Linked DNA regions of Mus musculus: region 2 is linked to region 1. The links are chromatin contacts, called in public Hi-C maps. All regions are on one chromosome and are shown on one strand. Each heading gives the region's core, a stretch centred on a gene start, on an enhancer-like site or on the middle of the called end of the contact. The rest is flanking DNA. Distances are from core to core; before and after follow the strand shown. Region 1 overlaps Otogl (otogelin-like). Region 2 has its middle 69 kb from the start of Gm40757.

Region 1 (5,139 bases), core at 1,155-3,654:
AATAGTATACTGCCAAGACAAAAGACGGACAGTGGGGAGGGAAGGGAAAAGGGTCATTGACTGTGAACAAAAGAAAAAGCTTCCTGCTACCCTTGCAGTGTTCTCTCCAGCCACACTGTCAGCAGCTTCATCTAACTGTTTAGTTCTGGCCAATCTAAAAATAATTTGGATTTGGATTTGTATAGGACATGAACTTAAATGATTGCTATCATTACCGTCGTGACTCGGCCCTTTCCAGTATACATGGAAGCCAACAAGAACAGATTTAACCTAGCCCCGCCCCCAGCCCCACCCCCGCCCGCCCCTGCCCCACCACCAAGGGACCATCTCAGAAAACACAGACAGAAGAACAGAGACCCGCACTGACCTTTTATTTTACTCTCACCCCAATTAATAGCTTCGTGGAAAAAATATCTCGGAGAGGTTGCTTCAAACTTTAAAACAGAGAAATGCAAATGCAAATTAGTTTGCTTAACATAAGCCAAAAGTGCAAATGGAGAAATTCTGGAAAGCGTTTATAAATATAGAAATTATGAAGTACTGACTTAATGTATCTTCCCATGATCGAGACCGTCTCGGGGAAGTAGAAAGGGTTCCCATGGGGTGATGGTTAATAGAGCTGGCTTTAAGCCGCCTTCTTTTTCCTCTTTGGCTACTTACACAAGGCGTTTGTCCTCTATGCCCTCACTCAGCTTGTGCCTACCCCACTACTCCTTTGTGAAAGGAGCCATAAACAGGCACTGTTGTCTTAACTGATTCTTTGTATACAAAAGTAACAGTTCTCTGACAGTTTCAGACGTGAGTGAGTAAAGGGAAGCTCAAGGGGTCATACAGTTAGGGCTGACCTGCCTGTGTACCAGACTGTGAAACCGCCACTCACAGAAACACCCTCTGACCTTTTACTTCTATTTAGCCACATTTCCTATCAATGTAATGCCTCCACCTGTTCATCTGTAAAATGGGAACCTTAATGACACCTGCTTCACTGGGTGGTGTAGCAATGGAGTAGATGCTGTCCTGTAAGCTTTTAGAGTAGTGCCTCTCACAGAAGGTTAGTAAGAAGGGAACTAATACTGCCTTTAACAATCCAGATGAAATGTGGTGGTTTAGGAATTATTATAAATAATTATATATTGCTAAAGCTAGTCACTTATAGATTATCAGCCCAACTCAATTCCGTTTGCATGTATAGATCATGATCATTAATGGCCTTTCCAATGGTACTTATATTCACCTGAAGACATAGAGTCGAACTTTGCTACCTGGTTAAAAATTGAGTATCTGGGAATGTTAGGGAAACTGGAGCAGGATGTGAGATAAGCAAGATGATTGACGTGATGTAAGGACCAAGATCTTTGACCTCTAATCTGATGATTATTCTCACACATGAGAAGTTTGATTTAAGCATTTTTCCGTGTGTGTGTGTGTGTGTGTGTGTGTGTGTGTGTGCTTGTGCGCATGAGAAATAGAGAAATGCATGTATCTTGCTCATGTGTGTACACCAAGGGAGGTACGTTTGCCTATGGAGACTGGAGTTTGACATTTGCTGCCTTCCTCAATTACTCTCTACTTTATTTTTTGAGGTATTTTTTGACCTAGAGCCCAGGGATTCAGTTATGCTGACTAGCCAATCAGCTCCCGGGATCTTCCTGTCTGCACCCACACACACACTCTGTAAGTAGTAACAAAAGGCCATGCCTGGCTTTTCACTGAGGATCTAAAGTACAAGCAGGTCCTTACTCTTTCGTAGCAGGTACCTACCGGTCCATCTCCCTAGCTCCTCAGTATGTCCTTTAAACAGAACTCATCCCATGTTACATGATACTACTATTCTATTCTCTCATTTGTTAAGGACTCTTAAAGAGTCACTTCTAAGCTCCTTTCCCCATACCAGGGCTCCAAGTTCATAAGTTCATTACTTCCTCCTTGCAAATTGGTCTATGTTTTATCCTCACTTCTCAATCCCTTCCGTTTCTATTCTCCTGGCCCTCCAACGGTTTATGTTATGGTCTCACAGTGATGCCATGTTGAATTTTCTCTTCCACCATACTGTTTCCAGGTGCCTAAATCAAACAAACAGGCATTAACATTGCTTGGCACATACCATCTTCCAAGCTCTTTGCCCCTGAAATAATTTACGCCAACCGTTGCAGTGGAAACCAGTCCCTCATCTCTGATGTTTGACAAACATCTTCAACTCTGCCTCACACTAGCCTAAGTACCTGAACGAATTATCTAGTCCATGTAGCCTCAGTTTCCAATAAATAAAAAGGAGTAATAGTGTCTCCCTTACAGAATCAGGAGGATAAAATGAAAGAATCAGTGACTAATGATACCCCAAGCATATAATAAGAGGACAGGCTTCCTGCCTCTTACTATTACTAAATGACAATGGCATGTGCAGGCTATGAGGACAGCTCAGCGGGTAAAGCCTAGGAACCTGAGCTGGATTTCCAGGACCACATGGTGGAAAGAGAAAGACTCCCAAAAGTTGTCTTCTGACATCCATGTGCATGCCTTGGTATGAGAACACACACATGCTACATACACAACACACACACATATACTCATGCATGCACACAGAGAGAACCCCCCCACACACACAAACACATACATACAAAATTAATTAATTAATTAATTAATTAATATACACTGGACTAGCCCTAGTATATTTATTTCTTACTCCGCTCAACTTTGACCTCCTCTAAAGAAATCCCAGTGACCACTTAACATTCCTGACAATTCGGCCATGCTTCTGTTTACCCAGCACCATAGTTCGTTTCTCAAGTGTAAAAGTCCACACTCAGTTTTAGCTTCGGAACATTTCTGAACTCAGAACGGCATGCTACTTTAATAAGTGAGGCCTTTTCATTTTTATGTTATGTCCATCACAACAAATAACTCATGATGACTCAGATTCCATGAACCATTTGCACAGAAAATGATTTCTTTACAGATCCCTGGAGACATGAAGTTTCTAAATTTACAAGCATGGCTATTCTGCATGACAGGACTTCTGGCAAGTCAGCAACAAGTATCAACTGAACTGGAAAAAAAGGATATAGTTCAAATGGGAATCTGCTTCTCCTGGTATTTAGAGCTATGACTAAAGCAAACTCCAGCAATGTTTTTTCAGCCCATATCATATTCACTTGGGTTTCTGTGGGAATGCAGAGCTTCCAACTCCAAGCCCAGTTTACTTTCTATCTCTGCCTGAGGACAGAGTCCAAGAGGGACGTTTCGGCTATTTCAGACACACTAGCTCCTCTCTTTGCTCAGTAGGAAAACAAGAATTGATGGGTGATAAATATTTTTGCCAATATACTCCATTGGTAGTCACCTCCTTCTTATTATAGAAAATTTATCTTAACTACTTCACATGATATATGAGGGTTTTTGTTGTTCTTGTTGTTGTTCTCACACAGGGTCTCACTATACAACCCAGACTAGCCCCATCCCTTGCAGAAACAGGAAGAGAGGCTACGTATCACGTTCCCAATGAGACTGAGCCCTAGATGTCTACCACAGGAAGCCCCCCATTCACATGCCCTGAATTGTGTTTTCTCTCTCTCTTCTCTCACTCTTGTCTGACCCTCCCTTGTATATTTTCCAGAGACTGTTCACCTAAGCCTTGGTCTCAGTGCCTGCTTCAGAAGAGTCACTGAATGCAATGCAAAGAATGTTGTTGTGGGTACACATATTCACAGAACCAATAAAAGAGGACTGGTAGCCACTCTTTCTCCTTCCTGATCGCACCTCCACAGGAGGATGGCCAATACCACAGAGATGTGCCCTCGATAGACAAATCACAGCAACAATCACATGTACGCCATTTATAGAAGTCTATGCTTAGGCTGTGCATGCTTACGTCACTGCCAGCATAGTTCTGAGGACAGTTATTCATCCATCAGCAACGTTTGCTTACAGCACAGGAGTGAGCTGAGTATGAATGGCCTTAAAGCCTATTTCTAAGCAGGGAACCGCCTGACTGTGACCTCATTGCTCCCTGTCACATTTCTCCCTTGAAAACTTAATCGACATTAAATGATCTCGACACGTGTCCACTGGCTGCAGGAAAGAAATGCAAGCCTCCTGTTCTTCATCCTGCCTAAAATAGACACGAAGACAAAGCAAGCACATCGCTCTTAGTAGCAGAGGAGAGGCACTAACCTAACTCCTAGTGGGTACATTGCACAGATCCTGATGGCACGTGATTGCACAGCGTTCCGTCCCATCCATGGATCTCTTTATTTGCAATGTTAGGGGATGGGCAGTTCACACAAGATTTTCAATCGAGCATGTTCACCAGAACGGAAGTTTTCGTTTTCATCAACAGATTTTCTTCTGAGTTATGCAGATGGATATTTGCCAATATACTCCATTGGCAATCACCTCCTTCTTACCATAGAAAATTTATCTTAGCTACTTCACATGATATATGAGATTTTTTGTTGTTGTTGTTCTCACACAAGGTCTCACTATACAGCCCAGACTAGCCCCAAACTTACAGTCCCTCTACTGCAGTTTCTCTAATACAAAATACTTCCTACACTGAAATATTGTTTCCACTGCCGTTCTTAGTTATTAAAAAAATAAAAAGCATGACAAGGAAAATGATTCAGTGGGTAAAGTAGTTGCTATGGAAACATAAGGGCCTGAGTTTGCATATCCAACATCCACATAAAAAGCCAAAGCCATGTACAATAAACTTTGGTCATAGGACATGAAGAAATCAAATTGGTATTGAGTAGGACGCTTCTTCCCTGGTGTCTGGCTTTCATAGTACCCAAAATGTGCCAAGTAGCCTGTACAGGATACTGAAAGTTTTCTATTGATAACTTATCGAGTTGTGACCTCTATGAACTACAGGAATGATATGAGTGGCATCATAGACCTATGGATTCAATAGTAGCACAGATGTTATATGGTCAACCAAGCACTTTCTGACTGGATTCAAGGCCTGTGTGAGGAAAGACATGAGTGGTATTGTAGATCTGGCCCAATAACCCATGGTTGGGCAGCTCACAGGCCCCATAGGTGAACCAACTACTATTCTTTTGCTAAATAAGCATAATATCAATCTGCCCTCTAAATTCCCATCTCTATGTCTAAAGATTAGTTCAGCTCCTCAGAGACGTT
Region 2 (5,139 bases), core at 1,822-4,321, 1.8 Mb after region 1:
AAGCAAGGTAAGGAAGGGAGGGATATATTGGGGCAGGGGTGTACAAGAAAGAAGCCAGCAAGGAAAGATGACAGATGTTTGCAAATGGAACAGGAGACAGTCCAAGAGAGAGCACTTGAGCTCAGACTGACGGATACTAAGAGCATTTTCTCTTTCTTTTGTTCTTATCAAACAAGGAATGACATTTTAAAGGACAGCGTGTAACAGAGGAAAAAAAGGACACTAGAGTAAATTGCAGGTCCTGAGGCTGAGCTGTTTTACTAAGGAAAGGGCTGATCTAGCTCTGAGAGCTGCTGCAGAGAATCACATGCACATCGCTGAGGGAGACACTCAGATCTTTTAAGTCTCCATCCAATTCAAACAGAAAACCAGGACACAATCAACATAACAAAAGACGTTCCGATGATTTAATATGATTCTACTGCATTCATCCAAAGCAGTTAGAAAAGCGTCTTCAAAGTACTTCCTCATTCATCTGCGAAAGTGTAGGCTGGGCCCCCTACTGGACATACTCGGCAGTGCAAGGAAAGAGCTCTTCATTTTAGACTATCATCCTCATGGGTCCCGTGCTGTGCAAGACACAGCCCAAAGCTCCAATGACCGGAAGAGGAAATGAGACGGCAAAAGAACTTGCCAGCCAACCATCTTTCTTCAGACGCCGGGAGGGAGAAGAGGAGCTATGTATGCGAGCATCTTTTTTTTGCCACTGGGGACACAACCATCTAAGCCAGCAACTGCTGTTTGATATAGCTAGGCACCTACCGGCTGGACAGATATCCAAAAAGTGGATTGGCCAGATAGAAAACAGCCTAGACTGAGATCTACATTTAAGAGTAAACGTCCATACTTCCTTTTTCAGGGCCTTAACAGAGATAAACCAGATTAGGGTTTGTGCTGTAGAGCCGCAAGCAAGGCATGAAGCCATGGAAGAGAGAGGGCAAGAAATTTGATACGAAGCTGTGGGTAGTGACCCTTTCACAGGGGTCACATATCAGATATCCTGCATATCATATGTTTATATGGTGCTGTCAGTGTAGCAACATTACAGTTATGAAGTAGCAACAAAATAATTAAAGTAGCACAACATGAGGACATGTGTTAAATGGTCACAGCCTTAGGAAGGTTGAGAACCACTGATGTCAGAGGAACTTAGGCAGATAAATTGTGCCTTTTCCCTAGAACAGCAAATGACAATAACATACTTTAAAAATTAAAATTAAAAAAATGATCTCCTACCAGTTAATTTATTCATTTATTTATTTACTTATTTACTTTTTAGGAACCTCAGTGTTAGCTCTAGCCTGGATTGCTGCAGCAGAGTGACTGATATTTATTGCACAGTTGCATTAGGCATATTCTAATTGAATATGAACATATTAACCCATCCCTATCATTCTTGTCATTTTATATGATGGTAAGAAAACGGGGTTTAGAAATAACTTGCCTAAAGTCACATACACTGGTAACAGGGAAAGGTCGCTGTTAAGGCTACTGTATACAAGTCTTAGAGACTGGGTGTTTATGAGATCCGCATATCTATTGGGAGCCAAACCAACTGAAGACTTTCTCAGAGGCCTCCAGGTAAGGTTAAAAGGGGATGTTAATTCTGTGTCCTTGCAAGGGTCAACTTGGCCAGGTCCATTCTGGAGGCTGGAGGCTGGGGGCTGGGGGCTGGGGGCTGGAGCCTGGGCCCTTTAAGGTTTTGGTTCCTGGAAACCTGACTTTCTCCCTTGGAGGGCTGTAGTTATCAGTGCTAAGGCATCTCTGTCTGAGATATCCTGTGTTTTCTTTGCCAACATTGTTTGATTTAGCTCTCTGCTGACCTTGGGCCCATCTTCCCCCTACAAACAGTATATAAGATGAGAGACTCAATAAACTCACTTGTACAAGGCTGGGTCCTAGCTATCCATCTTCTTTATTTCTCACAGTGGGTCTACTCTTCTTCAACTCACCATTTAGGACCCTATTCTGGTGGGCTCAGGTCATACTTTTCAGATCTGGAGGTTAAATGTCTGTGGTTAAGTTGCTAACATTGCTCTCTGCTGACACCATACCATTGCTTCCAGAGGGCGTGTCCTCATCTGTGACCTCCCATCATCAAGGGTCAGAACAAAAGGACCTGTGTACTTTTTCCAGACCATTTTATAATTTTGCTTATATCACTCAAAAGAGTTTATGACTTATCATTCATTTGTAATCACCTTATGACTTCATAATATTGATTGGGAATTAAGTTGCAATGAAAACCTTGATGGCTTTATAAATATTAAAATTATAACTGGTAGGATTTGAACCCATACAGACTGATTCTAAAAGCTATGCTCTCAGTAACATTAGTCCTTTACTATCCTAAATTAAAGCATTTCCCCTTCACTGTAGGTTAATTCCTTAATATCTTATTCGGACACTAAAATGTCTAACAAGCTCCCAACAGCTTGTATGGAATTCCACGATTTCAATCATTTATGATCTCAGTCTCCACCACATGCTCTCCCTGTTGGACAATGGCTGTCCTCTACCACACACACACACACCCTCGCTCTTTGTAGCTATCTCTTTCATTTCTGTATCTTCATGTCCTGGATCATTTCTACATGTCTCTCCTACTCCATTCTGAAACTGCAAATGTATAGTAGATGAGTTGGGGGCTCACAGAAAATAACATATACAAAGAACAGAAGCCCCTCTCCCCAAGTGTCTCATATATCTGAATTCTGAGACTGTAGCAACCACAGTGGGTGAACAATGTGATCCTTCATTCTGTTTTAAAGTGCTTATTTAGGCTTTCAGCCGAAGAACAAGGCAAAAGAAATTTAGTTCCGCGCTCAGCGAGCGTGGTCTGACTCTCGGATAATTTATTTATTTATTTATTTTTTATGACAGATTCCATTTTCTGCTGCTGGCATGATTACACGGGAACACATTTGTCCACTGAGAGTACATTTGTGTCATTTGCATGGGCTAACTCAGTGGTAGCATTTAATTTCTGCGATATTATTCACTTATCAGACCCAAACCAGTACATGTTCAGAATGAGTAAGTGTACTGGAATGTTATTATAAGATTCGGCCTTGGGAGGCAAGAAGAGCACAAATGTTTAGCTCAGGATTGCTTCATTATTGCTAAAGCACAGCTCTCTTTGAAAGGGTTCATTTTCTGGGGAAATTTGGGACTGGAGAGCTGAGAATATGTGCTCTATCACAAATGTTGTGTTTCAGTATTGTTTACCGACATTGTAGAAAACTGGATTTCTTGTATAGGGAACCTGGTTAGGAATATATTAAGAGTGAGTACCATGGTAGTACTCACCATGGTACTAGATTAGAAAATATCTGCAAAGGGTGGCTGTCATCTTTGGGGTATAATTGGTTATTGGAGTGGTACACTCTACGCTGAAAACAGAGACTCTTTTTTAGGAGAAAAGGCATTCCTTTTATCTAAAATAGTCTAATGTTTAAGCTTTGGCACCTATGGTTGGCAAGGTCTAAGAGTGAGAGAAAATGATACTATTTCTTACATAATTTTCCTTTGGGTCAGAAGTAGAATTTGTTCCTGTGATGACATATTTGCATATTTAATATTAATTATTCAGAAAGCAGGTGATTAGGTCAGTTCAACTTAATCACACTGTAATCGATAAGTAAAGTCCAAGGAAAACAATTTCATCAGCTTTCCAGGCACTGAAAATGTAGGGAACCAGAAAGAACTCAGCCTGGTTCCTGGATCTGAGAGGGATGCCAAGATGATGTTCAGGAAAGAAATGGAAGCGTTAATCGCACCAACTCTGCCAACCCCTGAATGTGCACCCTTTCTGTAGGTTTGTCTCATCTCGCAGACACTTTCATCCCAATTTTGTGAGACTGTCCACACAGAAAGCAAGGGTGCCAGCCTGATTTACGACTTACAAAACCATGCACTAGTAAACGAATATGGTTATGTTTCACTCAGTAATAGAAAGCTAACAGAACAAGCCATTCAATGTATTTAAAATTTGTTGTAGCAAACTTTACAGACACCAGTCAATAAGGCTTCACTTTGAAACTGTATCTGGCAGTATCCTAAGCATCTTTTCATCTTCCCATGCCACACCAACACCACAGGTTCCACCGAGCATCAGTCATATTTTGTGTTTCTTTCTTTGTCTTTTTAATTTTATTTTTTATTTCTTATTTTATTGAGATGCGAATGAACTCACAAAGAAATGAAGGGTAAAGACATGACGAAATGCATCCATAAAGATTAATCAGTTAGCTTGTGGGAATGTGAGAGCATCTGGGGATTTGAAATAGAGGTAAACCAAGAAGAGCGATTTTCTCCAACAAGGTTTCTTTTTTGTTTGTTTGTTTTTGTAGAAATGAATCAAGGAAAATAAAATTAAAAAAAAAGAAAATAGGGTGAGAATTGTTTTCCTCCTGGACCATTCTATTATAAATAAATCTGAATTATGAAGATGAAAAAAAAAAAGAAATGAATCAAGGATAGTTATCTCTTTCAAACTCGGTTGCACAATCTATAAATTCACCTCATTTCTTTGTGACCAAGGATCTGGCCTTCAAACACATGGGAAATATTTGCAAGACCAAGTTTCCAAGATGGACTTTCAGTAGAGGTAAGACAAATTCCGAGTACTGACAAGATACTGTTACCCTTTGTAATCAAACTTTGTATGTTTACTTCCATCAACTTGGGGAATAAATTTCTCCTCAACCAGCAGGCCCTAAAGATAGCACATTTTGGCTAATGTAATTTTTAAAAATTAAAGATGATTAATCAGCAACCATCAATTCCAGAAGTTCTCACAAGTCTCAGACAGTCAGCATCATTAATTGAACAACTATCATGTTCAAGTCACTGTCTTATAAAGAGACTGCTAAGACGAAGAATGGACCAAAAAGACAAAATATAGAGTTATCTCCAATTTTTCTTTTTAATACTCTAAATTTCTATTTTTGGATAAAAACCACCAAAAACCTTGTATTTTGAACAATTTTTTTATTTGCATTCCAGCTGTTACTCCCCTTCCTGGCTCCCCTCCCACAGTTTCTTATCCCATTCCTCTTCCCCCTTGCCTCTGAGAGGGTGCTTCCCTGCCCTTCCCTGGGGTCTCAAGTCTCTAGAGGATTAAGTACTTCTCCCACT

The links. Hi-C and Micro-C count contacts between places; a contact is called where the count stands out from the background.
Region 2: a contact with region 1 is called in a Hi-C map of adipose-derived mesenchymal stem cells, with 4 times the contacts expected there. The contact joins two enhancer-like sites. A contact is called at or near these places in 1 of 39 promoter capture datasets (liver) and 1 of 484 Hi-C or Micro-C datasets (adipose-derived mesenchymal stem cells).

What each region holds. Positions count from the first base shown.
Region 1 is chr10:107,902,682-107,907,820 of GRCm38.p6, forward strand. It overlaps Otogl (otogelin-like), which reads right to left. Exons shown (of 58, transcript NM_001177567.2): 4 at 368-434. Among named protein-coding and RNA genes, the nearest start is that of Otogl, 7.1 kb to the right of the region's middle. Within about 2 kb of position 2,405, at least 42 of the 459 cell types and tissues checked have an H3K27ac peak or open chromatin away from gene starts, as enhancers often do. A contact at or near this core is called in adipose-derived mesenchymal stem cells, where this site is marked.
Region 2 is chr10:109,664,585-109,669,723 of GRCm38.p6, forward strand. No RefSeq gene overlaps it. Among named protein-coding and RNA genes, the nearest start is that of Gm40757, 69 kb to the left of the region's middle. Within about 2 kb of position 3,072, at least 9 of the 459 cell types and tissues checked have an H3K27ac peak or open chromatin away from gene starts, as enhancers often do. A contact at or near this core is called in adipose-derived mesenchymal stem cells, where this site is marked.